Regions from separate parts of the Zea mays genome. Here region 1 is linked to region 2. The links are chromatin contacts, called in public Hi-C maps. All regions are on one chromosome and are shown on one strand. The core of a region is the stretch at or near the end of the contact, and the rest is flanking DNA. Distances in the headings are between cores, read along the strand shown. Region 1 holds the start of LOC109943418 (membrane steroid-binding protein 1). Region 2 holds the start of LOC100281467.

What was found. A called contact is a pair of places that touch in the nucleus more often than the background predicts.
Region 1: a Hi-C map of bundle sheath shows a contact between it and region 2, with 1.9 times the contacts expected there. The contact joins the promoter of LOC109943418 here to the promoter of LOC100281467 in region 2. A contact is called at or near these places in 3 of 25 Hi-C or Micro-C datasets (bundle sheath, ear and tassel).

Annotation. Positions count from the first base shown.
Region 1 is chr1:52,304,956-52,311,525 of Zm-B73-REFERENCE-NAM-5.0, reverse strand. It overlaps LOC109943418 (membrane steroid-binding protein 1), which reads right to left and starts at 2,823. Exons shown (of 2, transcript XM_020546355.3): 1 at 2,355-2,823; 2 at 1-122. The coding sequence starts at 2,692.
Region 2 is chr1:52,043,759-52,050,204 of Zm-B73-REFERENCE-NAM-5.0, reverse strand. It overlaps LOC100281467, which reads left to right and starts at 3,598. Exons shown (of 15, transcript NM_001154385.2): 1 at 3,598-3,744; 2 at 4,683-4,926; 3 at 5,750-5,812; 4 at 5,908-5,979; 5 at 6,102-6,209; 6 at 6,306-6,386. The coding sequence starts at 4,735.

The sequences.
Region 1 (6,570 bases), core at 1,574-4,073, 260 kb before region 2:
CGGCGCTTAGGCCGTCCAGATCCCCGGTGAGGTCGTTTGGGTCAAATGACATCAATGCCAGGGCCCGGGTTGCATCCCTCCCGGCAAACAAGGAATATGGTCCCTGAGGGCCATAAAAGAGCCTGAGGGAAAAAAATATCAGGGAACACAATCATTACTCTGTGAACAAGAGGGGAAAACCAAATTTTATATATCCGGTAATGATGAAAGATGTTATTGCAACAGAGGCCTAGCCCAAGGGCACGGCATGTACTATGTATGATAGTTATCACTTATCAGAGAAAATTGCAGCATCTGGTAAAATGCATGCATTCTGCTTGTGCATAAAGTGATGAACAGACCTTAGTTCAATATGTCATCTGCAAGTATGAATAAGGCTGATAATGGGCTATAATTTTTGCACTATAAGATTTAAGGATCGAAGCGGGTTAGGATCGGGCTTTATTTCTAGTCATTTTTGAACTATAATTTATTTAGAGTCTTAACATTTTGTGAAGAACTATTTGGATCACGATCCATTACCACCCCTAAGTATGAAGCATGTTTCGTATGATCATCAATAGAAGTGAGAACACATTGCACAAGTGTCAAGGTCGAATCTGAGAACTAGAATACAAATAGAAGCATTTTGTGGAATATTATTTGAAGGACACAGTCCTATATACCTAATTCCTTGGCAGTATATGGGCCAAAGCAACACCCCACTTGAAAAACTACAGTAACAGTTCTAGAATCTAGACAGTCTCAACAAATACAAATATTCTTGTTGCCTGTTGAAACAGCAGCCTAGTTAAACAAAGCAAGGAATCAAGGGTACCCGACAGTAGCTATATACACTACTCAGTGCAGGCTGCAGGATAAACAATAGTGACCAAACTACAGTGATATATGATGCAAAAGGACCTCTAGCTGAGTTGGTTTAGCTGGGCTGAGTAGCACTCCTCAGGTCCTGAGTTCGAATCCCAGTGGGAGTGAATTTCAGACCGAGGTTAAAAAAGGTCACTCGTTGGTTCCCCAGGTTTGTGTGCACACGAGATGGCTCTAAGCACGAGTAAAGATCTGGCCTATAGGGGGCGAGGCTACCTTGAATTTCTTCTTAATATAATACCGTGGAGTGGGGCTTTCCCCTACCGGCCGAGTTTTTTTATAGTAATATATGATTCCACAAATTAATACAATACTACTTTCGAGACAAATGTGGAGCTGAAAGGGGTGAGATGGCACATGATAAATTATATCATCCACACAGCAACGGGCAAACAAATGGAACTGAAGAAACAAGACGCATAGAGCAGTCAGATGTGTAAATATTGGTATTGCAGAAGATAAAGAGGGAAAACAAGAAAGGTAGTTTCACACCGGGATACCATAGCAGAATTGAAATGCAGTGTAAGCCAAATATGATGGTGTTTGGACACAGTAATTCCAAAAGAAAGCTTCAATGAGAGTTCAAAGGAAAATTTCATCAAAACATTATACGACAACAAAGCCACCAGAAATAGTTCAGTCAGACAAGGTAAGCATAAAACTTATTTTTGTTTTACAATTCCGATTTCTCTATAATGAAGGTAAACAAGGTGTTGCCCTCCCTAACATTGCATTCTAGGTTAGATTCTAAACTGATAGCTTCCATGAGAGATGCTAGGAATATCTATCCACTATGAGTATTACAATCAAGGAAACTAACGAAACAGATTTAAAACTTGGCTAATTTTAGAATATATCTATACTGAACCTGATAAAATATTTTACATCAAACATGAAGGATCTAACCTAGATACATGTGCATATTTATCACCAAACATAAAACATCTAACCTAGAATCCTAGATACTGGTGCATCTCTGTATGTCACTCCATAACAACAATAGAGCTACAGTCTACAATACTGACCGTTGACACAATATATGCACCTCATTTTTCAAGTTATCAATTTGAGCATGTGTTCTGGCACACGATGTATAAGTAACACCCAATATCGTTGTATGGCTGCACCATCTCCACATTTGAATTAATAAGCTCAGGCCTCATGGTTCTTTTTATATCAAACTAAAGCCTTGTCTGGATCAAATGAAACATCCGCGTCACTAGTTTGGCAAATCACAATCTACCAACTAACTAGACGCAGCGCCTCAACCGCTCAAGCTCTTCACCTTCACTTCAATGCAGACCATCTCACCGTACTACGTAGATCAGCTATTGCCACCTCATAACTAGTTTGTGCAATTAGCACTACATATTCGATTCTTATAAACATTTTCAGCTTGAAACAAAATGACGTTACAGTAGCAGATTCTGTTCGATGGGCAGCGTATCTAACAAATCGGGGGATGCAAAATGGAGTGCAATCCTCACCTCCCGCGGGAGACGTCGTAGACCTGGCCCCGGATGGCAATGAGGATCTGCTTGGCTGGGTCCTTGCCGTCATACGCACTGAGCTGCTCGAGCGTGAGCTCGCCCACCTCCACGGGGTCCGGATACACGAAAGGCATCGGTTCTTCCTCCTCCTCCTCCTGTGCCTTCTCCCCCTCGCGCTGCTGCTGGGGCGGCTTGGAAAGTGGGGCGGGGGCGGGGGCGGGGGCGACGAAGAGGGAGGAGACGAGGAGGTAGGTGGCCACCATGAGGGCGAGGATGGTGGCGGCGGCCGCGGGTGTGAGGCCCGTGTAGGCCTGCAGGGCCTCAGCGATCTCCATTAGGGTTCGCTAGCTGCGACCGCGAGGGCAAGCCTACTTGGGTTTTGGAGGTAGAAGGAGGCGGGGACGCGGGGTAGGTGCTGCTGTTGACCCGGTGACTTCGCACGCGTAGAACCGGCGACGAAAGTGGAAGGTGTTGAGAAACCCTAATAAAGGGTTATGTGGGCAAATACCGAATATGCCCTAAGGGCAATCACGTCTCTATATATAGAACCTGTACCCCTCATATGGAACAGAGAAGAGAAAGAGGCCAGAGGCCCAACCCTATATCCTGTGTCTCGTGTGTTTACTCTGTCATGCTTATGGGAAGGGAGACGGGTACTCTACAGCTTCTTGCGTCTCTACTGCTGACGGGAGGGAAGGGAGCGGATCTGGTGATCCGTGGTAACGTAGTTCTCAATACGTTATCAGCACGCTCTACCTCGACGTTGCTACCGAATCAGATCTGCATCAACTCTTCGTCAAGCCGGCAGGTCTCTTGGCCTTGCCGAACTGTCCTACGCGACAGGCTTCGTTCCCGTTTATCGAACCAGGAATCATGGTATGAAATCTTGAGTGGATCTGCAATTTAGTGTTCATCGCATATATCGCCTACGAGCCCGTGTGCATGCTGTTGGTCGGAGCAGAGCACCATTCGGTGGTCGACTGGTCTCAGTTCTTGCGCCGACATGCCGCGCTGCAGTTCACGAGAACGCCTGAAGGCCTAGAGCCACACCGTTGCCTTACCAAAATCAAGGGCCGGGAGCCGTGCATGCCGGCACCTCCTCCAGAATAGGGGATCGTGATTGCTTGTGGGCTTTGACGTTTCCTTGCATGGCTGTTACGGCATGCACGTGCTATTACCACATGCAAGCCACTAGCGTTTTTTTTGGTCAAAGGGGTTGAGGATTACGGCATGCAAGCCACTAGTGTTTTTTTTTGTCAAAGCGGTTGCGGGTGACTGAGAAAGAAAAAAAAATATCTCTCCATTATACATGTTTTAGTTTGTATGCATGCTTTATGCTATTTTATCTTATTTTCCTAATAAAAATAATAAATAGAATCAAGCATGGTTTGTGTGCGATTTATACTTTAATTAATTATTTCTAGTCACAAATAGTTAATAGAAAAAAATGTATGCTTAAATATGAAAACATTTTTTTACACCAGATGTGTTATGTTTATGGATTAAATCTGGTATTATTTTTCTGCTTTTATTTTCCGTAGTAAATAATTAGCAGAAAGATATGAAGGCTATATTATGCATTCTTAAATCGCTCTAAATATTTATATTGTGTTGAGCTTTTAAACTCACGATGAGCGATTAAATTGTATAGTGGGTACTCGGACACGCCGATCAGGCTACGTTATTAATCGGCTGAGTTATGGCATCAGCTATGCATTGGCTGCGCCCTGGCAACACGACACAGTATTTGTGTCGTACGAACTTGGCTGCGTCATGTGATTACTCTCGTTCATTCGGACAGCTTCCGTTGAGTCGACCCGCCATCACTGAGTCGCGTATTTTTCGCATGCCCTGTAGGCACTGTCTGTCTGCCGTGATCATTGAGCCACAATTGCGCCTGTTGCGCACGTTGCGTGGACTTATCGTGTATCCCGATTACCGAGCTATAATTGTGCCTGTTGCGCTTATTACGAAGGCTTGTTGTGTTGTCGCGGCCCTGATGGCCGCTCACGCGTTGACGCCAGATACGCTAGAGCTTATACCCGCGTGGATTGTGGTGGGTTGTTCAAGCCCCTAAAGTCACATTACGCGCAACCTTCGTAAACAATTTTGTTTAGCTCTATATTTTATTTGCTTGTGTTGTGTGGCATCATATATTTATATATATCGCCAAGTGGCCATAACAGCTGTATCAAGCTCTATAGTGCTTGAAAAAATCTGGGAAATTAAATTGAAATACAACAGAACATGGATAAGTTAATTCTCTCCTCTCTCCTCATGCATAAAGTTTTACCCGAAGTAACCCGAAGATATATAACATAATGCATGAAAGCCTTTTTGGCATAGAAGATATCATAAATTGGGATTATATTAGTAAGCAAAAAGACCTTACCAAATGATTTAAGATCAGAAATCTCAGTCATACATTGCTCAACCAGATGTTAGCACATTGCTCTCTTTGTTGCTGGATGACATGAAGCAAACTATGAGATAAAAGGACATGTAACCGCAAGCAACACGAAGTTGCGAGTATACCGAGAGGTTATTTTGAGAAAAATTTCACTATGTTGATGTGAAAACCATAGTGTGTTCCCGTCGAACCACTTTACTCGTTCTATCTAGAACCTCTATGCTTGTGTCGCATACATCTCTCAGAATTGTAAATACTTATAGTCACTGAATTGACTCGGGATGGTCCTTTAACAAGTTTGGTATACATTGTAAGCTAAATGGTAAAGGTCGGTCCTGAATGGACACATACCTGGGATTTATGTAGCCGAACTACACTGAATTCCACCCTTTGGCATGCTTACCATTATCTACCTTCGATCTACCAAAAGTGAGAAGAGTAGATAAATAACTATGAAATCCCACATCACCACAGAGCTTGAAGCTAAATTAGACATTAACATATTCTTGGTCCTCGGAGCCAGAAGAGTCATATGTCTTGACCACTAGACTACTAGTGATGATAATTTGTGATAGAAATATGAAGATCTTGTAGAGACCTGTTGTATCCTCTCTACTCCTAATGATTTCTTCGTACGAGAGCAGTACTATCTGGTGTTGAAGATGGATCCTAGGCAGATACCAATATTGTTTCGTTCTTGCCAAGCAATTATCATCATTTACTTCATCAAAAGCTAGTTATATGGTGATTTTTTTTCCAGATAAAATGAATTCTTGGCCTTGTCTGTTCTATTCCAAAGCTTCTCTTTTTGCTGAACAATGAAGAGATCGAAATAATGCTATATAGAACAATTTGGTATATAATATGAGGAGAAATGTTTGCCCTGCTGGCAACACCACAAATAATTAACTATTGTTATAAGTTCTCTCTCAAAATTATTATACCTAAAAAAGTTGCATAAATCGATACCCAATTTCGTAGCAGTATGAGTAATTGGGTAAACCATGGGCAGTGATAAAAACGAGTTGGACTATACATCTCTGCATATAAAAATATTTGCTTGGCAGCATTGGTCTGATGTCGTGCACTTCACTACCAATATAAACACACACATTTTTCCTATGTGCTTAAAAGCACAATGCAACCAGTGAATGTCTTTGTGAGTGTTAGACCCTGATGGTCATTTTACTTGTTGATCTGAAGTCAACTAATGACTCCAAACGACGAATGGTATGCATGAGCCCCTGAAGGACCCTTATGGATAAAATAGTGTTGCACATATCGGTCTAAATCTTAATGATTGACTATGCATTTGGTAGTAATAACAATAAGTTTGCAGAATTGTAACCATGAAGCAACTTGTTGTTGCGTGTCTCGCTGGATGTTGAGACTAACCCTTCATGTTGAAGGACAAATATGTAGTATTCATGCCACTACATTAATCTAAGTCCAAAGCTCACTGCATAAAACCCCTATCTGTAATGTGCGTAAGATTTCCCAAATAAATCACCACAATAGCATACATTGCCCACAACTGGATGATTGTGGTTGGGGATTTTATATGTATGCTTTTAGAACATCTCGGCATTAGGGGGAGGAATGCCCATATAGTGTAATGCCTCAATATTCTATTAAACGCACACAAGCCAAACTGAACCTGTCGTTCGGTGTGTACTCCTGTGTATATGGAGTTTGCCAGAAATCGTTGAGGATTAACCATATTGGTTTGAATGCTTCTACCTGATGTAGATGTGGATATACCCGGGATTAATATCATATCCACATTTGACTTATTGGCATTTG
Region 2 (6,446 bases), core at 2,349-4,848:
GCTGCAATCCGGCTGCGGCTGCGGCTTCTACAGTATTTTTCTCTCTATGGATTGCAGCTGCAGCAGTCCAAACAGCTGCAACAGTGTCGGCTTGCAGCCAGCCGAACACGCCCTTTTTTTAGGCGCGTACGGTACGGGTGCGACCACGACCGCACGTGCATGTAGCGAACTGGCTTATTTGGAATAACGTCCATGCTAACACGTAGCTTCGGTTAAATGTTTTATCAAACCGTTTAACTCGCTAAAATGTGCCCACGACAACATGGATATATACCTCTCTATAGTGCATGAACAGCTCTTCGTGACAGTATATCTCACGTTTCTAATTTTGTAGTACATAGACCAAAATACGATTTTATATATAGAAGCTTATTGATTCTTATCCCTAGTCTTTTTCCTTGCTAAAACAATAAGCTAATATAAACATGATACATGTTTTATTTATTAAAAGCACATGTGTGTTGCATTGATCTTTATTTATATGGATGTTATATTGGCGTGTCCGTACGTTGCCACGAGACGGGAGAGCGTGGAAGCGGCGTCTAGGCTAAAAATATAATTATTGTTTATTTTTAAACACTAACATATATGTGGTCTGGTGGTTAGCAACAAATTTCTAAAATAGAGGAGTGTGAGTTTGAGTGCTCTCTTTGTATTATTTTTTGCGCTGCACGTGGTGAGGGTGAATACGTAGTAGTAGTCCACATTAGGTTATTAATAGAGTAGTATAGTATAGATACACACATTGGTTCTTTATAAGTCGTAATATTATTGTCTGTGTAGTAGGTATATTTTTTGTCAAAGAAAAATACCTATAAAGAAGGGATAAGATCGATACCGTTTGTTTTTTTTAAAAAAATTGATCGATAGAAAGGATAAGACATATAGTAAGATATATTATTATAAAGACGTATGAACATTATAGGGAGGTATTTTTGTTAGCACGGATATTTTAGAGAGTTCAACTGCTCATTGAGTATTTTAGCATGCGTATTATTCCTCACTCACAGGCACGGCCATTGTGCCTCTCGTGTCCTTTCTCCGCGGGGAGGAACAACAGGCGCGTGCTCTCGCCAACTCTTGCGCGCCGTTGCCAACTTGGATGGAATGGAACAGGCAAAAGGCGCGAGCGACGCCCCCATGTGGCCGCGGTCCAAAGCGGCATCTCCGATGGCGATGCGGGGACCATTCGCCCGATGCTCCGGCACATGTGGTGGCCCCCGTGACTGTGTGAGTAGGTTCCACCACTGGTGGTGGTCATCCGTCTTCACCGTACTGACTTGCTGCCGCTACCGCTCTCTTTTATGTGGACACTGGAGACGCAGCGCAAGCATTAGTAACAATTTTAATTGTCGTGTTCCTGTAGAAAAAAATATTAACCGGTACTAATATTAAACCAATCACCATCATTTAAAGATATCAAGTGATGTTAATATGATACCGCTTTAGTCTTTAATCCGTACTAATCACTTAACATTAGGATTGATTGAAGGCACCAACATCGTACTAATGTACCTGCTTTATATTTATTCTTCCTCCTCAAGCTAGCTAGCAGGTGCCAAGAACAAAGATGCGCTCTTTTCATGACATTTATGAGCTTCAAGAAGGGAAGTTGCTGTCCAAATTTTTCTAAGAATTTATTCGAGTTGATGACAACATAATTGTAGTCTATGCTCGGTATGGTTCCTTTGTAGATGTTCCTTTTAAAAGAGTCGTAACTTTGTGTAGCCAGGCAATATTTTTGCGCTCATGCGACTTTAACCAGATTTCATTTGCTTTTCATAGAGTGAACACTTGATTAAATATTCTCATGTTAAAATAGTAAAACAAACAATTTTTAGCTCTATTTAAGTGAATTTGTTTGCCACCACTTGTCATGGAGGTTTTAGGATTTTTTTAGGGGTTTCATCCCATCACAAAATGACTCTCCAAAAGCGTGGTCTGAAGTGGAGTTCCCATAACTCTAAAAATAACGACAATGTTATTTTATCACAGTAAAACCACAGTATTTATGATCTAAAGGCTCAGGTTTGTATCATACAGTTTCTTAGGTGTCTTTTATACTTGAAAAACCGATTTAGAGGCACAGGGTTGTACATGTCCCGGTGGTTTGATTTTCTAAGTATAAGAGATAGTTAAGAGACCGTGTCATACGACCATGAGACCGCAAAACCATAAATACAGTTAAAAGACAATATGTGTGAAGAGTCATATAGAGATGGATACAAACCTGAGCCCCTTAGATTATAAATACAGTTAAGAAAAATAATATGTATAGAAAGTCAAATAGTTCGTTTATGCCCGTATATCAAATGAGGTTGTACGTGCTCAAGAAGGAAAGAGAGAGTGGATGCCTCAGAATACCTATAAACTTTAGATCCGGAGGGGATACAGATTAATATATCTTCTTGCTATTTTTTTAGATTCTTTAGATCTCGATTAGTCCAGAGTTGGAATGTTAGCTAGCACTGGCTTGCTGTCATTCAGCAGAACACTGGTCGGATATCCGCCGCCGATGGAAGAGGAGCATCCACGCTCGCTCGGGTGTCGGGTCAGATCGATCCAGTTGGCGCACGTAATAATCCTTTTCCCCAGAAGGAGTCGAACTCCTCCTCCCCGTCCAATCCAATCAAAGCGACCAATCGACTGGCTGTCCTACACACACACACACACAAAACCGACCGAGGCGACACACCGCAGCAGTGATCATTCTGAGCATTTGCAGAAAAAGGAGAACGTCCCGAAATCCTGGTGGTTGTGTTGTGTGATTGCTCACTCAGTCCGTGCAGGGTCAGGGTGCAGCCAAGCCAACAACCCAACGCTGGGACTGGGAGTAGGGTCCACCGGATTTATTGGCAGTACATCGCTGTTTGGTCCTCCACTCCTCCTGCCCTTCGCTTATATTTTAATTCGGCAGACGTGCACAGACAGGGCACCACCAGCCCAAGGAAGGGCGCACACCGTCAGTCACAGGTGGGTGTGATCAGCAGCCGCTTCTCTTGTGCTGCATTATAACGTATGAAATTCCAGTGTCCCTGTTCCACCTGCATGCAATTGGTTTGACTGAACAACATGATAGCAAGTGAGACTATATATTTTTCTGGAGGAGCACAGTGAAAAAAATATTTGGTCCAAGGGAAGTTAGGTTTTATAATAATATATATACTTGAGTAGAGAATGTCTGTGTCGCTTCTTCCGTCGTTGGAACTCCCATCCGCGGGCGCGGCCCTGACTCTAATAAATGAATAAGCTAATCTGTGTTACTCTTGTTCCATGAAATTGTATTCACAGTTATCCCTGATGCAACGCAATTGTTCAATATATAGCAGTATATATTATACGAAGTATATATGTATATCTAATTTTATGAGACCGGGAGAAGGTGTATTCACAGTACAGTGCAGGGCCATGGCCATGCAGCCCTTGGGGCCTGAAAAGGGTCGCGTGAAGTGGCCAACGCTGTGCAATTGCAACCAAACAAACTTTTGGTGGCGGGGTCCCTGTCCCTGGCCCTGGCCCTGGCCGTCTTTGCCCACAGGCCACAGCGCATCACACCACCGCTTCCTTTATAGCGCCACCCCACCACCCTCGTCTCTCCCCCCGTCGAGCACACAACACACCCTCCTCGTCCTCCAATCCAATCAACCTGGTAGACTCGCTTCGCTTCTCCCCCAGCCGTCGGACGGAGCTCCTCGCAGTCGCAGCAGCCGCCGATCAGCCTGCGCTCGGGCTCAGCGCTGGAAGGTGAGAGCATCCAGTGCCTCGGCCCGCCCGCCCGCCCCGAATCTGGTTCTTGTGCTGGCTCTGGCTGTGCGCTGCACGAACTCTGCATCTGCCTCTTTCGAGACGCAATTCCCGGACCGTGGGCTTTGGTTTCGGGGCTGCAAGGCCGCTCGTCGTTGCGGCATTTTTCGTTTCGCTTGTCCTGTGATGAGAGATGTGCATTTCCCTTTGGCGGGCTTACCGTTCCCTGCTCGTCTGTATGTGTGTATGTTTGTGTGACCTTTCCCTCGACGCCAGGCTCTTCTCCCCTCTTGCTGTTTCTTTCAGCAGTACAGACGCGCATCTGTACAACGCCTTTCTTCGGTCCTGGGTTATGATTGATCCGTTAACAGTTGGTCACCAAGTGCTGGCTGTTTAATATGTACTATAAGCTTCTTGGTGCCGCTGCCTCTGCCTATACGACTTTATGCGCTGCCTGCACAAGTCTCAGCCATCTGTGGGAACGTGTGTCTCTCACCTACCTTTCATATTGCACTAGCTGGATTGAATCATTCTGCTTTGGAGAGATGTCCGGTCATTTTTTAAATCATTTTCATCTCGCGTACTAGTTTTTTTGTTTTTGTTTTTGCGAGAGAGTAATTTTTTTTAATATTTACTGTCTCCTGTCCCATTTGCTGTTTCTTTACCCAGAAATTTCCACCAGATTCAGTCAAACGAAACTCATGTGCTCTTTTTTTTCTCCCTTTCAAAAGGGTGTGTAACCGACTACCGACTCAGATAATATAAGTGCGGTCACCTATCACATGATATCATCTCGCCTCTCTCCCTTCTCTGGTGTTTTATTCTCCTTTTTCCAACCACAGCTTGATGAACTTCTTTTTGGGGGTAACTACAGCTTAGTGAACATGAATGGGTAGTTTTACAACTAACGCAACGGCTGGTTCACTGAACAACTGTAGGTGTTGGAAGAGAATAGCCTGAAGGTTCACAGTAACCTTCATCTGTCGGAAGATGTATCGGGCTAAGAGGGCTGCATTGTCACCGAAGGTGAAGCGCCGCGTCGGCAAGTACGAGCTCGGGCGCACCATTGGGGAAGGGACCTTCGCCAAGGTCCGGTTTGCTAAGAACACTGAAAACGGGGAACCTGTTGCTATCAAAATCCTTGACAAGGAGAAGGTTAAGAGGCACAGATTGGTTGAGCAGGTCAGTATCCGTCCACTATTCCTTTCTGAGACCATGCACTGGCTAGCTTCTTGTTATATCCATTTTCTGTCAGTACCATGATGCATGGATCAAACTTTTAGTTAACTACAAACATTGAGGTTAAAAGCCTTTATGCTCCCCTGTCGAAGCCGTGTTGTGTGACTTTCGATTTCGAAAATGGTAAGGAGTTCAGTTTGCCATGCAGCCAATCATGTCCTCGTTCCTAACAGTCACTAGCTGGACCATGTGATTTCCTTTCGTCAAAAATCAAAATTCACTGCCGTCACTTACATCTTTCTATCAAAAGGAACGAGGTGGAGAATGAATTTTCTTCCTTGGATGCTGCCGTGACAGCATGGGAGCATAGGAAGATGTAACTTCAATTAAGAAACGATACGTCGATACTATACCTGCATATTTGCATGCCATCGAGATATATCCACATGGTGGTCTTCCAGTTCAAGTCATACCTGCACCAACTCAGTATGTTCGTTCTCCTGGTGCCTTGTGCTGTTTCCAGTTGCAGTCTGAACTTTGTGCAAATTGAACACTTCAGTGTGGATGACTGTTTCCAGTTGGCTTCAGTTTGCACACTTCAGTATATGTTTTCATCAGTGCTCTGTTAGGCGTCCGTTTCCTCAGTTACACTGTAGTTGGCTTCATTATTCCTCTGCTTTACTTCTAAATCATAACCATGATGCAAGCATACATGTATTGTTTAATTTACTCCTCGGGAGTGTGTTTTGCTGTATGCGTCTTTTAAACAGATTGGTGCTGCGTACTTGACATATCTCGTGCTGATATCATCCTAAATTCAATGCAGATTAAGCGTGAAATTTGTATCATGAAATTAGTAAGGCACCCTAATGTTGTTCGACTGTTTGAGGTAAGATCCGAAAAACTACACACACTTCATGATGTATATTCTGCTCATGCCTATGCTCTGATACTATTTGGATGAAATTTTGCTTTCTACATCAGGTGATGGGAAGTAAAGCAAGAATTTTCATCGTTCTGGAATATGTTACCGGCGGAGAGCTTTTCGAAATCATTGTAAGTGGAACTATATCAGCTGTTTGAAACACTTTGTCGTACATGACATTGCTAACACGAGTTAGATGATCATGTTTTTTTTATTAATTCATTCTGCTGTTATGCAAAAACATGACAACCAGGCTACTAATGGAAGGTTGAAGGAAGACGAAGCACGTAAATACTTCCAGCAACTGATTAATGCTGTTGATTACTGCCACAGTAGGGGAGTGTATCACAGAGACTTGAAGGTGAAGCCTAAGTTACCTTTTGTGATTGTTCTATAATATATTATGGGTTCAGTAGTGCAGACAAGTGACATATTTATGCTGAACATGCATTTGCAGCTCGAGAATTTGCTGCTTGATGCTGCAGGAAATCTCAAAGTTTCTGACTTTGGTTTAAGTGCTTTAACCGAGCAAGTGAAGGTAAAGTTGGAACCACTTCCCATAAACTTCGTATAGTTGTTGCATCATGTTCTCTTGTTG